Linked DNA regions of Mus musculus: region 1 is linked to region 2. The links are chromatin contacts, called in public Micro-C maps. All regions are on one chromosome and are shown on one strand. The core of a region is the stretch at or near the end of the contact, and the rest is flanking DNA. Distances in the headings are between cores, read along the strand shown. Region 1 holds the start of Mdc1 (mediator of DNA damage checkpoint 1). Region 2 holds the start of Gm41577 (a long non-coding RNA gene).

Region 1 (7,417 bases), core at 21-2,520, 250 kb after region 2:
CGAGGTTAGCGGAGGCACATAGTGAGACCCTTCTTTGGCTTAAAGAAAATGAATCAAAGACATGCAATCAACATACAGCTCAAGTCATCTTTTAAATAAAAGAACATTTAACCGGGTAGTGGTGGTGTACACCTTTAATCCCAGCACTTGGGAGGCAGAGGCAGGCAGATTTCTGAGTTCGAGGCCAGCCTGGTCTACATAGTGAGTTCCAGGACAGCCAGGGCTACACAGAGAAACCCTGTCTCGAAAAACAAAAAACCAAAACAACAACAACAACAACAAAGAACATTTAAGTTACATCAATACTCCTTTATTCATTAAAAATATTTCAATTTTGGTTATGCCAACAATGAAAGCGATTATTGATTATTTCGTGCTACTTGAATTTGTCTCATTTACTTTAGGAACACGGATAAGTCATCCAACTTAAAGCTTCAAACGTCTGGCGATTTATTATGGACATATTGAAAAAACCAACGGGAAAGAACTATACAAGCCACTTTCCTGGAATACCTTCATGTTTTATTATAATGAAATAAATTATTTTATTATACTTTTCTCCTCTTTTGAAAGACGACGACAGACTTTGAGGTTTTAGCAAAACAGCTTGCTGTATTTAGGATCTTCCATTTAGGAAGATGACCTCAAAATGTCCGTCATTGGCCAGGCGTGGTGGCACACGCCTTTAATTCCAGCACTCGGGAGGCAGTGGCAGGCGGATTTCTGAGTTCGAGGCCAGCCTGGTCTACAAAGTGAGTTCCAGGACAGCCAGGGCTATACAGAGAAACCCTGTCTCGAAAAACCAAAAAAAAAAAAAAAAAAAAAAAGTCCGTCATTTTATACATTAATACGTACATACATAGATGTGGAAGAAAAGCAAGTAAACAGTCCAAATCAAACGGAAATAAAATCCCTCTGCAATAGGGAGTTCTAAAGTGCCACGCCTACAGGGTGTTTTCCAATCTGCAGCCTCCAGCCACGACTGCTGCCTGCAACCCCCCATTTCTCGTGAGTCAGCTGGCGCCATTTCTGGGATGACCGAGAAGGGCGCTCTGGCCTTGGAATGACTTCTATGATAGAGCCCTTCTAGCCGCCGCCGGTAACTGGCGCCAGACTCTCTGGTAGGCGTTTGGAAATCTGCGCGGGAAGTAGTCCGTGGATGACGTAGCGACGGAGGGTTGGCCTAGGGCACTACCCAATCACGGTGCGGGATTCTCAGGCCACACCCTCCTGATTAGCGTTTTCTTCAGCCTGTTTCCCGCCGGTAGCCGCACATTTGAGCTGTGAGGAGGTGAGGCAGGGGCGGGGCTTCCGACTTGAATCAATCGGCGCGCTTCCAGCAGTAAAAGACAGTTCCAGGAGCCAATCAGCCCACCGACTCTCTTCCGGGATTCGCACTCCCGCCACCTGGTAGCGGCCGTTACTGGTGGCGCGCGCGCGCGGATTCAGTCGGTGAGTTCGGCAGCCCGCGCCCGGGTTACCATCTTTGATTCCTCCTGAGGGCGGGAGGGGCGTGCCCTAGGTGTCACTGGGCTGAGGTAATTTGGGTTGCGGTTTTAGGTTTTTTTATGCTAATCCTTGCTTGGCGCCCTGGCCCGGGTGTAGGTTTGGTGACACGGAAACCTTAGGCCACGAGGGAACGAACTCCAGCGTAGGTACCAAAGATGGTTGCCCTTCACTTGGAGCAAAGGGTCGTAGGCGTCTGCTGGGTTGGCAGGACGGAGTTTACTTCTTGGGGTACACTACTTTTCCTTTCAGCGTTTTCCCCGTGTGTGACATCTTTATAGGTAAAATCCACCCATGCAGTTTTGAATTTCTGTCTCTAGTTTGTCTGTTAGTAACGCCGGCTATGTAGTTACCATGAGAGCAGGATTCATTTTGAGGATGCATGCCCAAATACTGACCGGTACCAGGTGTGCATAATTCCTGCAGAGTAAATAGGACGGACCCGAGTAGGGGAGGTGGGGATGTAGATACAGTTCCACCCGTACTGATCTGGAAAGAGATGTCAAAGACAGAAAGGGGGCCGGGCGGGCGTGGTGGGGCACGCCTTTAATCCCAGCTCTGGGGATGCAGAGGCAGGCAGATTTCTGAGTTGGAGGCCAGCCTGGTGGTCTACAGAGTGAGTTCCAGGACAACCAGGGCTACACAGAGAAACCCTGTCTCGAAAACAAGCAAACAAAGACAGAAAGGGTCTTGCCAAGGAGCTACTTTAATTCTGTGAACTTAGCAGCCACGAGAAAACGCTAGGAGTGATTTAGAGACGGTCCTTAACCCATCTATGTTGACGTTTCTCATCTGGGAAAAAAAAAAAAAAAAGAACAACCATACTTTTACAGGGTTCTTCTCAAGAACAAATGAATCAGTCAACCTAATGTGTTAAAACTGTTTAACATATAAACCCCTCTTTATATGTTAGCTTCTCTGGTTCTTTGCACTTCAAGCTGAAGTATGCTGATGAGAGTGTATAAACTGGGGGCTTTGTGACTCATTTCTATTTACATGCTGTGTTATTCTGAGCAAATCAATTTTTGGAGTTATTACTTCCCTGTCTCGTTTGGCTATTATGCCTGATACAACACAATACTCAATAGAGGATTATGAAATCAATTAGGGAGTGGTAGATGGGCTTTTAAAAACTAGAACATGTACAAGACCCTAAGTTTGATCATCACTAGTTTTCCTGTGTGTGTGTAATATCTGACCCATCAGATCCCATTACGCATGTCTGTGAACCGTGTAGTTGCTAGGAATTGAACTCAAAACCTCTGGAAGAGTAATCAGTGCTCTTAACAGATGAGCCATCTTTCCAGGCCCAGAAACAGTATATTTCACATACCATTGTTTCTCAAAGCCCATACCCTCACACAGGTGAGTGCGTGGCTCCAAGGAGGGTGTCAGATACCCTGGAATTTGAATTACAAACTGTTGTGAACCAGTGTGGGTTCTGAGAACTGAACCTAGGTATTCTAGAAGAGCATGCAGTGCTTTTAACCACTGAGCCACCTTGCTGGTTTTTGTTGTTGTTGTTTTTTAAAGGGGTCTTACTGTGTTGTCCATGCTAACTTGGAAGTCTTGGACTCAAGCAATTACATTGTTTCAGCTGCCCTCAGCTGGAACTGTGGGTATACACCACCTCAGTCCAGCTTACCATGTTTTTTTATGCTTTAAACGAAGTACCCATCTGTGGGCTGAGGCTATAGTTTGGTGGTAGAGCATTTGTTTTGGTGTGGGAGGCTCTAGATTCAGTCTGTAGTATCTAAAAACAAACAAATCCCATAAAGTATCCCTTTCTATATAATGGTATACTTTGTGTCATGGCCAGAAGTATAAATATGTACGTGTTCCGTTTTGGATGGCAAGGTCTCACTGTAGCCAAGGCTGGTTTCTACATTTTTTAAAAAAGATTTATTTTATGTATATGTGTACACCACTGCTCTTTTCAGACACACCAGAAGAGGGCACCAGATCCCATTGCAGATGGTTGCGAGCCACCATGTAGTTGTTGGGAATTGAACTCATGACCTCTGGAAGAGCAGTCAGTGCTCTTAACCACTAAGCCATCTTTCCAGCCTCCCCCCCACCCCACCCCCTTTTGAATCCATGATCTAGCTACTTCTGGCTAGCCTGGAACTTGCTATATAGACCAAGTAGACATCTGCCTACCTCTGTCTTCTCATTGCTATAATCAAAGCTGTACATCACCATGCCTGGTAAGGTCTCTAGTTCTTTTTTTTTTTTTTTGGTTTTCTGAGACAGGGTTTCTCTGTGTAGCCCTGGCTGTCCTGGAACTCACTCTGTAGACCAGGCTGGCCTCGAACTCAGAAATCCGCCTGCCTCTGCCTCCCGAGTGCTGGGATTAAAGGCGTGCACCACCACGCCCGGCTTCTCTAGTTCTTAATTTTTCTGCTTCATCTCAGATGCAGGGATTATAGATATATGCCAACATGCTTTTATCAAATAGATTTTTTTTTCCTTATTGGTAGTACTAAGAATTGAACACTTGGCCTCACATAGGCTAAGCAAACATTCTATTTCTGGCATACTCTCCCACCCCTGAATATTGTTACATGCTTTAGAATAACTGATAGGAAATCATCACCTCATGGTTGTTCACATCTTTAATCCCAGCACTTGGGAAGCAGAGGCAAGGGGATCTCTGAGTTTGAGGCCAGCCTGGTCTGATTATGTGTTTCCTTTACAGATCATGGAAAGCACCCAGGTGATTGACTGGGATGCTGAAGAAGAGGAAGAGACAGAACTATCCAGTGGCTCCTTGGGGTATAGTGTGGAGCCTATAGGGCAGCTACGTCTCTTCAGTGGAACTCATGGACCAGAAAGAGGTCAGGAGATATTGGGAACTAAAGTATGATTGTGGGTCTTTCTTAGAAGAAGTTGGAAGTTGGAGGGTTGGTAGAACCATTTATATATATGTACACACACATACATACATATACATACATAAGTACATACACATATACATATGTATATAAATAAGTATGTAGTGTGTGTGTATATATATATATGTATATATATATATATACACACACACACACACATACACATATGTTTCAAAGGGGATATGAATAACTGTACCACTAAGGATGCCAAAGAGGCCACCTGAGTTGACTGTTCGAGGCTGGTTCTGGGATTTTCTTGGAGTGATTTTCTTTTGTCAAGAGAAAATGAAGAGCTTCAAATAAAACTACAATGTGGGGGGTGAAAAGATGGCTCAGTGATTAAGAGTGCTTACTGCTCTTGGAGAGGTTTAGGTTCTCAGCACCTACATGGTGGTTCACAACCACCTGGAGCTCTAGTTACAGGGGGCCTGACACTATCTTCTGACCTCAGGATACCAGCACACATGTGATAGACATGAATTCATGCAGGTGCACACATACACACTGTGGGTGTTGGTGACTGTGGAAGGACAGTGGCTGTATAATAAAACGGGACAGCATACGTGCAGTGATTGAAGTGGTTAGAGTTGTATTGTGTGTAGTGTGTTTCCTTTATTTTTGTTTTTCCTTTGAGTCAGGGTCTCTCTATATAGCCTGTGCTGCTCTGGAATTCACTATGCAGACCTGACTGGCTTCACAGAGATTCACTTCTCTCTGCTTCCCACGTGCTGGAATCAAAGGCGTGTGCCACACTATACCTAGCCTGTATTATATGTACTTAATCACACAAAAGCACCCATTGGGCATGGTGGTACATGTTTGTGATCCCTGTACTAAGGAGGGTACTCTAGAATTTGAGGGTAACCTGGGCTATATAGTAAGTTTGAAAATCATCTGGGTTACATGATAAGACCCTAAATCAAAACAACAAAACAAGAGCTATAGTTCAGGGGGAAAGTGTTTAGCTAGCATGCATGAAGCTCTGTTTTCAAGTCTAAGCAATTGAGAAAAGACAAAAATGTGACTAGATAGAATATTGCTGATGAGTAGTGTATTATAAATGCTCTTCTATGCTGGCATGCCCTCAGGGTTTTGTTGTTGGTCGTTTTTTAACGCCTGTAAGAGCTCTGAGTGAGCAGTAGGGTATCTAACCAGAACATCTTCAGGGCAGGACTCTGGCCTTACTCTCATATTTTTTCTCTGATCCTCAGATTTCCCCCTCTACCTTGGCAAGAATGTAGTTGGTCGAAGCCCTGACTGCTCTGTGGCCCTGCCTTTTCCATCCATCTCCAAACAGCATGCAGTAATTGAAATCTCAGCTTGGAACAAAGCCCCTATCCTCCAGGATTGTGGGAGCCTCAATGGCACTCAAATCGTAAAGCCTCCTAGGGTCCTACCTCCTGGAGTGAGCCATCGTCTGAGGGACCAGGAATTAATTCTGTTTGCAGATTTTCCCTGCCAGTACCATCGCCTGGATGTCCCACCACCCTTGGTCCCTCGGAGTCTTCTAACTATAGAGAAAACCCCCAGAATACGGATAGAATCCCAAAATTCCAGAGTTTTGTTGGCTGCCGATTCAGAGGAAGAAGGGGGTAAGTTTGTGCCTTTGGCATAGGTATGAAAAGACAGGGATGATGGCTATAAACTCAATTTATTCTTTCCTGTTCTTGCCAGATTTTCCTTCTGGAAGGTGTGTGGCGAATGGACAAAGGAATACAGCATCCCCTTCAGCAACAGTAGTTCCAGAAAGGTGGGTACCAAAGTACCAGATACCTGAATATTTATGTTTGCTTGCTTTTGTTTTTGTTTTTGTTTTTGTTTTTTTGAGACAGGGTTTCTCTGCGTAGCCCTGGCTGTCCTGGAACCAACTTTGTAGACCAGGCTGGCCTCGAGCTCAGAAATCTGCCTGCCTCTGTCTCCTAAGTGCCGGGATTAAAGGGGTGCGCCACCACTGCCTGCCAGATGATTATCTTGAAAGGTGGCACTAAGAGCCTCTGAATAATATTTCCCCAGCTGAATTAAACCATAATGAGCACTACTACTACTACCACTTCCTCTTCTTCCTCTTCTTTTTCTTCTTTTTAAGGATTTATGTATTATATTTATATGAGTACACTGTAGCTGTTTTCAGACACAGCAGAAGAGGGTGTCAGATTCTATTACAGATGATTGTGAGCCACCATATGGTTGCTGGGAATTGAACTCAGGACCTTCAGAAGAACAGTCAGGGTTCTTTTTTGTTTTTTGTTGTTGTTGTTGGTTGTGGTCCGCCCCCCCCCCCCCCTTCCGAGACAGGGTTTCTTTGTATAGCCCTGGCTGTCCTGGAACTCACTTTGTAGACCAGGCTGGCCTCGAACTCAGATCAGTCAGTGGTTTGTTGTTGTTGTTTTTAATATTTATTTATTTATCATATGTAAGTGCACTGTAGCTGTCTTCAGATACACCAGAAGAGGGCATCAGATTTCGTTACAGATGGTTGTGAGCCACCATGTGGTTGCTGGGATTTGAACTCAGGACCTTTGGAAGAGCAGTCAGTGCTCTTAACCGGTAAGCCATCTCTCCAGCCCGAGCACTTCTGATATACTCAGTGGAGATGAGAAGACAGCTACCAGCAGTGCCTGCTTTCAAGGTCTTCATAGCTGAATGGGGTGTCTCTATCCAGGACATACTTTCTATGGATTCTTTTTCTTTGCAGTGATGAAGAGGTCTCTTCTCCGGCCCCAAGTGTCCCCGGGCCATCTTCACCCTTTGGTTTGGGCAGTGACACTGATGAAGAACAAGGTCAGCAACCAGGAGTAGAGGAGTCCTCTTTAGCTGACAGCAGTGGTGCTGCAGGGGAAGCTGAGCAGCCTGAAGCTAACGGAACGACAGCTGGCATACAGGCTCAGCCTACTGAGCACAAATTGAAGGACACAAAAGTCAAGAAGGAGGCAGGCAGGGCAGGGGTCTCAGATGGGTCAGTTCTGGAGAGGAGCCCCACTCTTGGAGAGGACAGTGACACAGAAGTGGACGAAGAT
Region 2 (7,088 bases), core at 4,276-6,775:
TAAGGCATCACTGGCGATTCAGCTGCAAATCCCTGCTGTGAAGGAGTCTCTCTCTCTCTCTCCTTCCAGTTTTCTGCCCCCACTGGCCCAGGAATGAAAGGCTCAGCTTCTTCCTGCCTAGGCTTGCTTACACCCAGGGGGGCCATGTCAGACAGGATTAGCTTTCTTTCTAGCGTGGCTCTCACTTGTTTAACCAGAGCTTTTGTCCTGAAAATCTGGGGACTAGAGATCCCCACCAGCTTCTCCAGCCCCCAACCCCGCCCGGGGCAGAAAAACATCCTGCCTTCTGCTCAGATCTGTAGGTGAGTGTCCAGCTTCAGCCACAGTTGTCCTCCAAGGAGCTTGCAGACCTCTTTTAAATGCTTAAATTAATTTAAAGACCTTATTATGGGTTAGATGTTTATATGTAGAAAAACAATACTGTTTAACGCCTATAGTTATTAAGAAAATTTCTGGAATGTTCTTGATCTGAGGACAAGAAAGGATAGGCTCTTGGTTACCATGGAAACCATAGTCACGGGTTTTTGTTTTTGTGTTTGATTTTTTAAGATTTACTTATTTATTTTATGTATGTGAGTACACTGTAGCTGTACTGATGGCTGTGAGCCATCATGTGGTTGCTGGGAATTTGAATTCAGGACCTCTGCTCGCTCCAGTCGACCCTGCTCATTCTGGCCTAAAGATTTAGTTATTATTATAAATAAGTACACTGTAGCTGTCTTCAGACACACCAGAAAAGGGCGTCAGATCTCATTATGAATGGTTGTGAGCCACTGTGTGGTTGCTGGGATTTGAACTCAGGACCTTAGGAAGAGCAGTCAGTGCTCTTAACCACTGAGCCATCTCTCCAGCTCAGTCACAGATATTTTGATGTGTTTGTTTGTTTGTTTGTTTTTATGATAGGATCTTACTATGTAGGCCTGGCTGGCCTGGAACCTGCTATATAGACCACACTTGGCCTCAAATTCACAGATATTCTCCTGCCTCTGTCTCCAAAGGATTTTTTTGTCACTGTACTTTAGTGGAGTCTCCTTTACTGTCTTTTTTGTTTTTAAAGATTTATTTTTATTTTATGTATGTGGATGTTTTGCCTTCATGTATGTTTGTGAACCACAGGTGCGCCTGTTGTATGCAGAAGCCAGAAGAAAAAGATGTCGGATCCTCTAGAGCTGAAGTTGCAGATGGTTGTGAGCCACCCCGGAGGTGCTGGGAACTGAACCTGGGACCTCCTGAAGAGCAGCCAGTGCTCTGGACTGTTAGCCATCTCTCCAGCCTCTTCTTCTTCTTCTTCTTCTTCTTCTTCTTCTTCTTCTTCTTCTTCTTCTTCTTCTTCTTCTTCTTCTTCCTCTTCCTCTTCCTCTTCCTCTTCCTCTTCCTCTTCCTCTTCCTCTTCTTCTTCTTCTTCTTCTTCTTCTTCTTCTTCTTCTTCTTCTTCTTCTTCTTCTTCTTCTTCTTTTTTGTTTTTTTGTTTGTTTGTTGTTGTTTTTTAGACTACCACTTTATTTTATTCGAAGGGCCTCACTGGGAGAAAAATATAGCCTCATCTTGATAAGCCATAAGTTAGGCGGAGGAGGCAAGACATGACCAAATCCATTGAGGAACCGATAAACAAAACTGGATCGGGCGTGCCTATGGCTGTGAAGGAGGACCCAGGTGTTCTGGCCTTATCTGGGTTCTGTTTTCACTCTGCAGCTTGTCATAGAACCACTGACTCAGGTTGTTAATGTGACAAGGGTCGTCAGAAGCCTTACAGTTAGAACAGGTGTCCTGCTGCACGCCTGAATTCCAAGCCCTTGGAAGGCAGAGGCAGGAGCATCAGGAATTCACTCATCCTTGGCAAGTTCAAGGCCAGCATGAGGTACACTCCACCCTCTCTCAAAATACAAAAAAACAAAACAACACACACACACATGCACGCACGCACGCACGCACGTCTGCCATTTTAAAGTTTTTGAAAAAAGGTTAAAAAACAAACAAACAAACAAAAACAACCAAAAAACCCTGCAGTGCCGCCTGGAAGAGGAAAACTCGGTAAATCTCTGCTGTCCCGCTCTCACTCACCCTCCCAGCTGAAGTCAGTGCTTGTCTCAGAGTTAGTGCCCCGTGAGGAACACAGCGTGAGTAAGCGGCCGAAGGGCGTAACTGTTTTACGTGAGGAAGTGAGGCCCTGGGGTTAAGTGACTCACCAAGCCACTTATCACATTTTGTGGGTTATAAAACATAATTATTTTCACATTTAACGTCTTTCGAATGTGGCTATGTCCTAGCACTAGCGTCATGTTCCAGCCAAATTGATTATTTTTTTTTCTTAGTGGTGCATGCAAGAATGGTGTTACGTAGCCAATGGGGTCTTTATAGTCAGAGGGAGTTGGTTGGTGTTAGTGGATGTGTGCTCTGCCTACATGTCGTCAAGCACGGTTGAGAAGGGAGCTGGGGTGTGACAGGGATCTTAGGGACTTCAATGCATGCCAACTTCCCGAGTTCCGTTCTTGAAAATAATAAATCAACTAACTCTTAGGAGAGACGCTAATCCCTGGGCCACTACCCAGTTTTGCCACTAGGGGGCTCATGAGCACGCTTCGTCTAGGGTTTGCAGGCGGGCAGTCTTGATTGCTTCTGGAGGCCTTCCTTGGTTGCCATGGATACTGTTTCCATAGTTGTTTGACTGTTGTGGCTTGTTTTCTCCCATTATTTATTTTTGCATGCTGAGCATATATTCAGACCATGTCATCCATTCTCTGGGCTAAGCATGTCTGTTCTACTCAGTTCAGGATGCATCGTGATGGTGTGTGTCAGCTGAGCCCACCCAGACTTGGTTCCACTCCTTTACCTTCCGTTTTCACCAACCCGGAAGCTTCTAGAACTAGCTGCTCTTTAATTTGTTTGCAGCTCTGTGGTGCTGCCATTCATGTAACAGAGAGCAGCAGCAGGCTGCTCATCACCCGGAGTGAATACTAATGGTAACCGGAAAGAACCGGTCTATTGTCCGGTTGACAGTAGCTCCTAGTGGGATGCTCCAGTGACTTTTTAATGGTTCACATTTTTTGGCAACTTCTCTAGATTTCTAATACTGTTCAGGAGCCTGGAAAGATGCCTCAGTGGTTTTGGACACTTCTTTTTTTTTTTTTTAGACAGGGTTTCTCTGTGTAGCTCTGGCTGTCCTGGAACTCACTTTGTAGACCAGGCTGGCCTTGAACTCAGAGATCCGCCTGCCTCTGCCTCCCAAGTGCTGGGATTAAAGGAGTGCGCCACCACTGCCTGACACTTCTTGCTCTAGCAGAGGATGCAGGCAGTGAACAAATATATTTACGGAAACTCAAGTCTACCTCCTGGCTGGCTCCACTGAGGTGTAAGAGACCGAAGGGGTGTCTGTGCCAGATAAACGGTAGGGAAAGTCCTGACTGCAGCTGTGTTTACAAAGGTGTCAAAGATACTTTATAAGGAAGGTGTCGCAGCATCCTCGTGCGGTGGATGCGGGCTGATTGGAATGTGCGCCGGTAGCCGAGATGTGTTTGTAAGAGTGACTCACCTAAGCGGTTATTTCTCTGGGGTGAGCATGTCTGTTCTACTCAGTTCAGGATGCATCGTGATGGTGTGTGTCAGCTGAGCCCACCCAGACTTGGTTCCACTCCTTAATCACACAGCGAGGCTATTAGATGGGGTGGGCTGGACGCATGCGCAAAAGGTGAGGCATGAAACAGGTATGGGTTAACTACCCTTGAGTTTTGTACATGAATGAACTAGCAACTGTGGTTGGAAGCTAACTGCCAATCTTTGTCGCTCTAGTGAGCCCCTGTGAAAGGTCAGGGGCTCAGGGGGGGTTATCAAGGTGTGTTCTTTATTTTTTCCTCTCTGGAGCCGCAGCGACTTCTACAGACACCACACAGACAGAGCAGCGCCCCGCCATCACAGAGAGTGTAAGGGAGATTGGGAAAAGATGTTTTTCAGGCAGGCACAATGCCACCTCACACAGAATTCAGCCTCTTCAAGTATGAAAGAGAGGCCGGGACTCAACTCTCTCGTTTGCTTTGCCCTCATCGATAGTCCTTAAAAGCCCCGTAATATGAGCATTTTCCTGTTCCCACTGAGAAATGCAAAACCCGAGCGAAGCTAATAGGAGTCCTTGCATTTGCCCTTATAGGACTCACAATTTAAATAGTGATGCCAGCAAGGTAGCGCGGTAGGTAAAGGTGCCAAACCTGATGAGCTGAGATTCATTCTGGAGCCCACGGGGTAGAGAGAGAACCACCCCACAGACTGTCCTCTGAACTCCACATAGTCACTGCGTGCACACAAAGTTAAAGATTTTATTAACTTTAAAAGATTTATGATTTTTTTTTTTTTTTTTTTTTTTTTGGTTTTTCGAGACAGGGTTTCTCTGTATAGCCCTGGCTGTCTTGGAACTCACTTTGTAGACCAGGCTGGCCTCGAACTCAGAAATCCACCTGCCTCTGCCTCCCAAGTGCTGGGATTAAAGGCGTGCGCCACCACGCCCGGCCCTAAGATTTACGATTTTATGTGCATGAGTGCTTCACTTACATGTATGTCTATGTACCACCTGTGTGTCCAGTGCCTGCAGAGGCAGGGCTGGAGTTATAGACAACTGTGAGCTATCACCTAGTTGCTGGGAACATAGTCTGGGTCCTTTGCAAGGGCAACAAGTGTTGAGCCATCTCGCTAGCCTCCACATAAATTTTAAAGTATGATAGGAGGAAGGAGGAAAAGAGAGAGAGAAAAAAATAGATTAGTGGGTGCGAAGTTACAGTTAGGAAAAAGAAACCCTTTGAACTATTACACAGTAAGGTGAATATATGTGTGTGTGTGTGTGTGTATTTGTGTATATACTATATATTTATATATTGTATACATTGTATATATAGTATATACATTGTATATAGATTATATGTTGTACATATACAATATAATGTATATTCATATACAAATATACACATGTATACATATATAAGACATCATTGTTCTCTCTAATATAGATATTTATATTGATTATAAATATAAAATATATATTTATACATGTATTGTATATATTTTTAAAATTTATTGTGTATGACTATTTCACTGGCTTTATGTATGTGCAGCATGTGTATGCATTGCTCATGGAAGTCAGAATAGAGTGCTGTATCCTCTGAAACTGGCGTTAAAGATGGTCGTTGCAGATTATTGGATTATGGTTCATAGAAAACCTAATTGTTAGTAAAATATACAAGCTTAGAAAGATCCTGAATTTCTGAGTTCGAGGGCAGCCTGGTCTACTGAGTGAGTTCCAGGACAGCCAGGGCTACACAGAGAAACCCTGTCTCGAAAAAAACAAAAAAAGAAAGAAAAGAAAAGAAAAGAAAAGAAAGGAAAGGAAAGGAAAGGAAAGGAAAGGAAAGGAAAGGAAAGGAAAGGAAAGGAAAGGAAAGGAAAGATCCTGAAGTTTGGGTGTGCCTCTAAAGGCTTGATAAATAAGAATCGAAAGTTCCTGTCTATTTTAAGGCAAATTGCTTGGGAGTGGTCTTGTGGTTACTAGGGTGAAATGGTTCAGCCTCTATAGACTTGGATTGGAGCCCCACCCCATGACGGTGACATGGTCAAGTGTGTAGGGGAGGAGCTAGAGATTTCTTTATAGCAGCTGGACTTTTGAGGGCGCTCTTCTGGGGCACTCTCTTTGGGGTCTCTTGTGTTTGGCTTAGAAGAGCTTCATGGAGGAAGCCTCAGGTTAGCGATAGGGATTCTCCAGGTTAGCGATAGGGATTTTCTCGCTGGGCTTGCAGAGAAGCAGCTGGCAGGACACAGATAAAACAGGATTTGAGGGAAGAGACCTAAGGAGCCCTTGTGAATTTGGAGGAGCTCAAAATAAAGATAGATTAGTGTGGTGTGGTAGGATAAAAAGAGATTTCTAAAGAGCTAGCAGTTTAGTTGTAGAATCAGGCTTGTAAAGAGATTATTTTGTAAATAGTTTTAAAAAAAGGTTGCCTTGGTAAGCTAGCAGGTTTTTACCATAGCTCCTGCCCCACATGCTTTTATTGGTATAAATATTAGTTCATTTTAAAAGGATAAAATTCTAGCCACCAGGTATGCGCCAGGAATGGAACCCGGATCCTCTGCAAGAGACTTCAGTCCTGGATTCACAGAGGTGAAGGTGTTCTTGTAGTCAGAGGTCGTCCCTAACTTATGCTTCCTCCTCTTGTGGGATGGCTCAGATTAGACCCATCTCCTGAAATCAGGGCCGCTCTTTGTTGTAGAGCAACGTCCCCAGAACAAACCAGCAACCATCTTCAACCAATCAACACACCCTACTGGTGGGTCTCTGTGAGTTCGAGGCCAGCCTGGTTTACAGAGCTAGTTCTAAGCACAGCCAGGGCTGCACAGAGAAACCCTGTCTCAAAAAACAAAATAAAAATTTAACGTTTTGGGATATAGGGGTGTAGTTGTACCTCTTATTTTCCATACCGTGCACCTTTGTTTTGTGTTGTCTATGAAAGATGAGGAGGGCCTGGTGTTTGGGAGCCATCCATGCCCTGCATTAGTTCTGGTTTGGAGGCTGAGGAGCTGGAGAAAGTGACCATCCCGCACTGGGAGGGTCAGCACCTCAGGATCCAGGAGGAGACATCACACATCCTTGAGGAAGTTTCTAGGTTTGGTTAAAATAGAAGTGGAAAGACCCACCTTAAATGCGGGTGGTATGATCCCGAGAGCAGAGATCCTGAAGTGAATAAAGAAGGGAAATGGAGGGCTGGAGGGGCAGGCTCAGCGGTTATAAGCACTTGCTGCTCTTGTAGAGGACTTGGGTCTGTTCCTAGCACCCACATGGTGGCTCACGGTCATCCATAACTCCAGTTCCAGGAGATCTGATACCCTCTTCTAGACTCCGAGGGTACTAGGTAGACAGCACACGCGTGAACACACACACACACACACACACACACACAGAGAGAGAGAGAAAGAGAGAGAGAGAGAGAGAGAGAGAGCAAGCGAGAGTAACTGCATTCATCTTTTATTCATCTTTTCCCTCTGTTTCCAGATATTGGATACAATGCGACTACCGATCTCTTCAGGTTCCTGCTGCCAGCCTCCCCCACCGTGAT

The links. Hi-C and Micro-C count contacts between places; a contact is called where the count stands out from the background.
Region 1: a Micro-C map of embryonic stem cells shows a contact between it and region 2, with 3 times the contacts expected there. The contact joins the promoter of Mdc1 here to the enhancer-like site in region 2. A contact is called at or near these places in 4 of 39 promoter capture datasets (the 3T3-L1 cell line, cranial neural crest, embryonic stem cells and 1 more), 1 of 484 Hi-C or Micro-C datasets (embryonic stem cells) and 6 of 115 datasets of contacts at active chromatin or transcription factors (embryonic stem cells, forebrain, memory CD8 T cells and 3 more).

The regions. Positions count from the first base shown.
Region 1 is chr17:35,840,228-35,847,644 of GRCm38.p6, forward strand. It overlaps Mdc1 (mediator of DNA damage checkpoint 1), which reads left to right and starts at 1,271. Exons shown (of 16, transcript NM_001010833.2): 1 at 1,271-1,452; 2 at 4,205-4,343; 3 at 5,612-5,992; 4 at 6,075-6,150; 5 at 7,096-7,417. The coding sequence starts at 4,208.
Region 2 is chr17:35,588,441-35,595,528 of GRCm38.p6, forward strand. It overlaps Gm41577 (a long non-coding RNA gene), which reads left to right and starts at 154. Exons shown (of 3, transcript XR_876776.1): 1 at 154-302; 2 at 1,117-1,203; 3 at 7,025-7,088. Within about 2 kb of position 5,526, at least 8 of the 459 cell types and tissues checked have an H3K27ac peak or open chromatin away from gene starts, as enhancers often do. A contact at or near this core is called in embryonic stem cells, where this site is marked.